Linked DNA regions of Astyanax mexicanus: region 2 is linked to region 1. A link is a contact called in public Hi-C data. All regions are on one chromosome and are shown on one strand. The core of a region is the stretch at or near the end of the contact, and the rest is flanking DNA. Distances in the headings are between cores, read along the strand shown. Region 1 overlaps zbtb16a (zinc finger and BTB domain containing 16a). Region 2 holds the start of zbtb16a (zinc finger and BTB domain containing 16a).

The links. Hi-C and Micro-C count contacts between places; a contact is called where the count stands out from the background.
Region 2: a Hi-C map of muscle shows a contact between it and region 1, with 10 times the contacts expected there. The contact joins the promoter of zbtb16a here to the enhancer-like site in region 1. A contact is called at or near these places in 2 of 3 Hi-C or Micro-C datasets (both in muscle).

The regions. Positions count from the first base shown.
Region 1 is chr17:7,424,676-7,428,151 of AstMex3_surface, reverse strand. The region is part of intron 4 of zbtb16a (zinc finger and BTB domain containing 16a); the gene reads left to right. Among protein-coding and RNA genes, the nearest start is that of zbtb16a, 88 kb to the left of the region's middle. Within about 2 kb of position 1,656, the one cell type or tissue checked has an H3K27ac peak away from gene starts, as active enhancers do.
Region 2 is chr17:7,512,824-7,516,299 of AstMex3_surface, reverse strand. zbtb16a (zinc finger and BTB domain containing 16a) reads left to right here and starts at 1,750. Exons shown (of 8, transcript XM_049466533.1): 1 at 1,750-1,859.

The sequences.
Region 1 (3,476 bases), core at 407-2,906:
ATTCGGTCTGATTCATTATATGTTTTTATATCTAATTTTGACTTCTAACTCTTCTGTCTGACTGTGTCCAACGTCCTGACTCACACTTTTTTTTTTTTGTCTTTCTCTCTGACTCTCAGACTTAATGTCTGACCTTTGCCTCATCTTACTCTGGAACTTTCACTCTATCTGACCCTCCTTTTCTTTCTGTCTCTGTATTTCTACGTCTGACTTTACTTTTTCTTCCTGTGAGACTTTCTTACTCTTTCACTCTCTCCCCATTTCTCACTTGTCTTCTGTCTGCTCCCATTCTCTCCATCTCTGTTCTCTCTCTCTCTCTCTGACTGTGCTCTCTTACTTGTTGCTCTATCTTTCTCTGACTAGCTGTTTCTGACTCTCATTCTGGTACTCTAGCCCTTTCAGACTATCATTATCTGACTCTAGCCCTCTCTGACTCTCATTCTCTAACACTAGCTCTCTCTGACTCTCATTCTCTGACTCTAGCTCTCTCTGACTCTCATTCTCTGACTCTAGCTCTCTCTGACTCTCATCTTCTCATGCTCTGTCTGGCTCTCACATGTCCTAACAAGAGTCAGACAGAGAGCAAAAAAAAAACAGAGAATGAGTCAATCTCTGTTTTTGACTCTCATTTTTGGTCCGATCAGACTCATTATTATGTTTTTATATCTAATTTTGTCTTTCTCTCTGACTCTTAGACTTAATGTCTGACCTTACTCTGCCTCATCTTACTCTGGAACTTTCATTCAGCCTGTATCTGTATTTCTACGTCTGACTTTACTTTTTCTCCCTGTGCGACTTTCTTACTCTTTCACTCTCTCCCCATTTCTCACTTGTCTTCTGTCTGCTCCCATTCTCTCCATCTCTGTTCTCTCTCTCTCTCTCTCTCTCTCTCTCTCTCTCTCTCTCTCTGTGTGTGTCGGAGGCAGTGAGCGCCGGGCTCCCTCGGTCTGGCCGCTGGCCAGCTCTTCCCTCAGAGTGATGACATCATCGGCTGCCGGCAGGTCTGGATGTTCTGCCAGCATTCCAGAGCGTTTATGATCGCTCGCAGATGTGTGTCCAGGAACATACTGTACCCAAACCAGAAATTAATGAAACTTGACTGCTTTCCAAGCCACATATTCCAAAATAGAGAGAGCCTGCAAGTGGGACGGGGGGGCAGAGGGGGGAACTGAGAGAATGGGCTCTAAATAAAGAGGAGGGGGGAGGGAAAAAAAGTCGGAAAATGCCCTGGTGCTCCATGCTCTCATGTAAATTCTTTAGAGCAGCTGATAAAGCCCCCGCTCTCTCTCTCTCTCTCTCTCTCTCTCTCTCTCTCTTTCTCTCGTTCCCCTCCCTCCCTGCAGAGCATTAGCGGGGGATGACGGGCAGCATGGATAAATGGCCTGAGCTTCTGTTTGGCCGCATGCCCTAACTTCTCTCCGGTGGTTTAAACCCATAATACTTTCCCCTGACCTGTTGATGTACATTAAACCCTCATTTAAAACAACACTTGAATTATGTGGGGCATAAATCTCCTCCATTATAAGGTCCAGGAGAGATGATTAGGCGTCCGGGTAATGGCCTTGTAATTGTTCGGCAACTTCGCTCCTCATCAGGAAGCCGAGTGGAGTTTATTCCCGTGACGTCTCTGAGGTCGACCGGCGTGTAGCGCTGCCCACCCAGTCCTGAACCTGGGTCACAAACGGGGGAGTGCTAATGCTGGGATCTCCTGTACTAATGTTAGGATCTTACCACTGACTGCCAGCAGTGAGGAGACCACTCACACTGCTGGGTGTAGTTTTATTGCACTTTACCTGACCTGTGCTTAACGTGACCTGTGCTTAAAGCAACCTGTGCTTAATGTAACCTGGGCTTAATGTAACCTGTTGATAACGTAACCTATGCTTAACGGAACCTGTAGAGACAGTAACCTGTGCTTAACATAGCCTGTGCTTAACGAAACCTGTGCTTAATGTAACCTGTAGATAAAGTAGACTGTGCTTACCGTAACATGCTTAATGTAACATGTGCTTAATGTAACATGCTTAACGTAACATGCTTAATGTAACATGTGCTTAATGTAACATGCTTAATATAACGTGCTTAATGTAACCTGTACCTAACGTTATCTATAGATAAAGTAAACTGTGCTTAACGTAACGTGCTTAACGTAACTTGCTTAATATAACGTGCGTAAAGTAACCTGTACCTAACGTTACCTGTAGATAAAGTAACCTATGCTTAACGTAACATGCTCAATGTAGCGTGCTTAACGTAACGTGATTAACGTAACGTGCTTAATATAACATGTGCTTAATGTAACCTGTACCTAACGTTACCTGTAGATAAAGTAACCTGTGCTTTACATAACCTGTGCTTACTACAAGGTCTGCTTATCTGCCTTTAATAAAGCCCCTGGACAAAGAATGAGAATACCTAAACAAGGACTGTATGATGTAGCGTACTTTAATCATTATCGTGATATGAGTTTTTATTATAAAACAAAACATTTAAAAATGAAAATGCTAAAATAACAGCAAACTGTAACCTGGTTTAACATAACCTGTGCTTAACGTAACCTGTGCTTAACGCAACCTGTAGATTAAGTAATGTGTGCTTAACGTAACCTGTGCTTAACGTAACCTAGGCTTAGCGCTACCTAAGTTTAACGTAACAATTAGTCATATTTTTTGCAATATACATTTTCATGATAAACCTAAAAAGTGCTGCTGTAACATTTGTGAATAACAGCAACTGAAATTGCATCAACAATGTGTGGTTAATGATGTGGTGATGAGTTTTTACGATAAGCACACCGGAAGAATTGTAATAACATTGTGAATAACAGCAAACCACATCACATTACCAGTATGCGGCAATATAGGGAGCACTTCATGCTTCAGATTGTGGTCACGTGACTTGACTAGGCTGGAGGTGGAGTGAGGTAGAGGTCCACAGTAAAAATAAATAAATAAATAAATAAAATTCCACTAATTTATTCTAATCTTAACTTTATGTTTACGTCAATTTAAATATGGCGATGACCAAAATATTGCAGTATTGCACATTTTAATTTTTAAGTTTTATATATTTATGTGGTTCATATAGGAACCCTAAACCTAAACCACCTCTCTTTTTTTTTTTGCAAGTAAAGTGTGCTTATTTGTCTGATAAAATGGAATAGTAATAATACATGTAATACAGTGCGAGCTCTGCATTGTAATTCAGTGTGTGTACGATTATGATCACTTTGAATGTTCTTATCAGCTTAATCCTTTCTCCACATTTCTTCGGCATAATGGATGTTGATGTAATAGATGTTGAATAAATCACAAAACAACCTGCGCCACCCTCCCGTCCGTAGACGTGGGGAAAAAAGAGCAAAGGAACAAAAGCATGCTCTTTTTTGGAGCCTTTAAAGATGTTTATTCATTTTTTTAATAGTAATATTGTAATATTGTTTACGTTTCTGCGATTGTGCCGCTGCTAAGGTTTTC
Region 2 (3,476 bases), core at 501-3,000, 88 kb before region 1:
GCTTGAACTGTTGTGCACTGTAGAGCAGGAGCTGGTGGAGTGCTGCATCTGCCTGGATGAAATTCCTCTGCTTGCTCCTGCCTCGTACGTCTGATGATAATAGTAGACTATAATAATTTCTCTCTCATCTTGCTCTTCCCTGCTAAAATGGGGATTAAGTGGAGATTATGGCAGTGCCTTTTTCTTTATCCCTCTGTAAGCCAGCGGAGCATGCAGCTCAGAGGTGACGGTGCACTGTGTGATCTCCTGTCCTGCAGACATGAACTGTACCGGGGCCTGAGAGACCCTCCACTGTAGCTGACCCTCCGCTCTGAGTTTCAGCAGCACTGAGCACAGCTGGAAGAGTCTCAGAGCTCTGATATGAAACAGGTGGGAAAGATAGAGGAGACTGTGATGCTTCATAAAGCCTGTGGTGTCTTCAACATGTACATTAAACTCCTCTCACTGTGGTCAGATAAGTGGGTGGAGCTTAATTTCTCCTCAGAAAGCTCTGAAGATGATTTGCAGCTCATCATGAGCTCAGGAAAAAAAATATTATTATTAATATTATTATTATTATTATTATTTCTTTATTTTTTATAATGGAACTTTATTTAGGACCCACCACAAACTAATTCATTTATTTATTTATTTACTTAGTTACTTAGTTAGATATTTAGTAATTTATTTATTTTTCCTAAATTAAGAGTATATTATTATTATTATTATTAGTAGTAGTAGTAGTAGTAGTAGTAGTAGTAGTAGTAGTATGGACCTTTGTCCAAAGATACTGGTTACGTTTGCCACCCCCCCCCCCCCCCCCGCCCCCCAAAAAGATGAACAGGTGACTTTTTATTTAATTATTGTTATATATTATTATGATTATTATTCTTGTGACCAATGAGTCTGGTCCTGCTGTGACCCTGACCAGGAAAAATCTAAAATCTGAACATATCTTTATGATTTGATAATTATTATGCTGATTCATGTTACTACTACTACATTTTTATTTATTCATTCATCTATTTTTATTAGTAGCAGCTCTAGAATTATTACTCACATGCTGTAGTATTATTAGTAGTAGGAGACATACAGTGGACACCCCTTTTAAACATTCTGTAATAATTATAATAATAAAAGCTCCTATTTACTTAATTATATTATATATTAATTATATTATTATATAATAAAGATTGCTTAAATGCTGTTTTTCAATCAACATTTAAAAAGATAAACGATTATTCAATGTGTAATGATGCACCATTTGCATATGAGGGGATGTTTAATGATAGTTTTAAATTTTGTTTTTCAATCATCAACATTCAAACATGTAATGCAACCAAAAAATAAATGTTTATCAAATATGTCAGAAAGCACCATTTGCATATGAGGGGATGTATAATAAATGTTGTTTAAATGTTGTTTTTCAATCACCATTTTAAAAAGATAAACGTTTTATTCAATTTGTCAGAATGCACCATTTGCAAAAGAAGAGATGTTTAATAAAGGTTGTTTAATGTTGTTGTTTTTTTACAGATCATCAACACCGAAAGATGTAATGCAATGCAAGCAAAAAAAGTATGAACGTTTAATCAATGTTCTTTGCTATGCAAGGTTTGACTGACAGCAAAGATTGACTCTGTTGCGCAGAAGCCCCTCTAGGTGTCGCGCTCTCGCAGCGTCTCGCGGCTGGCCGGGACTCGGAGCTCGCTCGCTCGCTCGCGCGCGCGCACGCTGACGTCACCGCGGCGTTGATTTGCTGAGGCGGCGGCGGAGCGGAGTTAGAGCGCGAGAGCGCGGCGCGCGACCTGCCTCACTATGATCTAGAGCCGGTCAGCGCGCACTAGCAGAGAGCGGACAGAGCCCGCGCGGAGAGTCAGGTGAGTGCACGCGGCGCGGAAACAAACACAAACATGCACATGCATACATACAAACACATGCACACACAAACACGCACACTCGCGAGCGCGCGCGCGTGCAGAGGGAGAGAGAGAGTGCTGCTGGATACTTTTCTGCTACTGTTTGTTACTGTGTTTGTTTGTGGAGCACGCGCTGGTTTAAAGCACGCCGGAGCTCGCGCGTCTCGGGGGGATGAAAGGAGCCGCGTGCTCCGCTCTGTTTAGAGGAGGAGAGGAGGAAAGGTAAGCGAGAGAGAGAGAGAGAGAGAGAGAGAGAGAGAGTGTGTGTGTGTGTGTGTGTGTGTGTGTGTGTGTGTGTGTGTGTGTGTGTGTGTGTGTGTGTGTGTTGTATATATGAGCACCTGCTGGAGCTCCGGGGCTCCGGGTTGATTGTACCGGGCCACATGCAGGGATGTTGTGTTGACGTAAGCGGGCGGCTCGAGCGAGGGGGACGAGCCTCCATCCAGCCTCCAGCCTGCACGAGCTCCCTGCCTAAACTCACTGTCTGTCTCTCTCTGTCACACACACATGCACGAGCGCGCACGCTCTGTCCAAACTGTTGCACCACCACTACTACTAGCACCAGCAAAACCACTCTGTCTGACTGTAAGTGTGCCTGTCTGTCTGTCTCTCTCACTTACTGTCTGTCTTTGTGTCTCTCTCTTTATAAGTGTGTCTGTGTGTGTCTATCTGTCTGCTTCTCTCTGTCTGCCTTTCTGCCTGTCTCACTCTCTATCTCCATTTCTATTCCTCTCCCTACCTTCTCGCCTGTCTCTCTCCCTCTCTATTTCTATGTCTGTCTTTCTCTCTGTAAGTCTCTCTGTCCCTCTCTTTCTGTCTGTCTCTCACTGTCTGTCTTCCTCTCCGTCTTTCTCTCTCTACTTGCCTGTCTTATTCACTATCTCTATTTCTATGTCTGTAGTTCTCTCTGTAAGTATCTTTATATCTCTCTTTCTGTCTCTATCTCTCACTGTCTGTCTATATCTGTCTCTGTCTATCCCTCTCTTTACCTGCCTGCCTGTCTCCTTCTATGTATTCATATGTCTGTCTTTCTCTCTGTAAGTCTCCGTGTCCCTCTCTTTCTGTCTCTGTCTGTCTGTTACTGTCCACTTTCTCTCTCTGTGTATCTGTCTCTCTTAATCACCAACTGTCTGTCGGTCTCTCTCTGTGTCTGTGTGTCTCTATCTCTATGTCTGTCTTGCTGCCTGTCTCACTTTCTATCTCCATTTCCCTGTCTCATTTACTATATATATTTCAATGTTTATATTTCTCTCTGTAAGTCTCTGTGTCCCTCTCTTTTTGTCTCTGTCTGTCTGCCTTTCTCTCAGTCTCTGTCCCTCTCTACATATTTAGAACAGAGCCGGTCAATCTGTATTTCTCTCTGTCATACTGTTTCTCTTTTTCTCTTTCTGCCTCTGTCTCTCTTTCTCTACCTGTCTGCCTGTCTCTCACTCTCCTTTTCTCTTTATATGTCTGTTTCTCTCTTTCTGTCTCATTCCCTCTCTGAACATATTTGTCTGTGTTTCTCTCTAAACTGAGCCTGTCTGTCTCTCTGAATGTATTTCACTCTGTAAGAGATGTTTCTGTCCCTCTTAATAT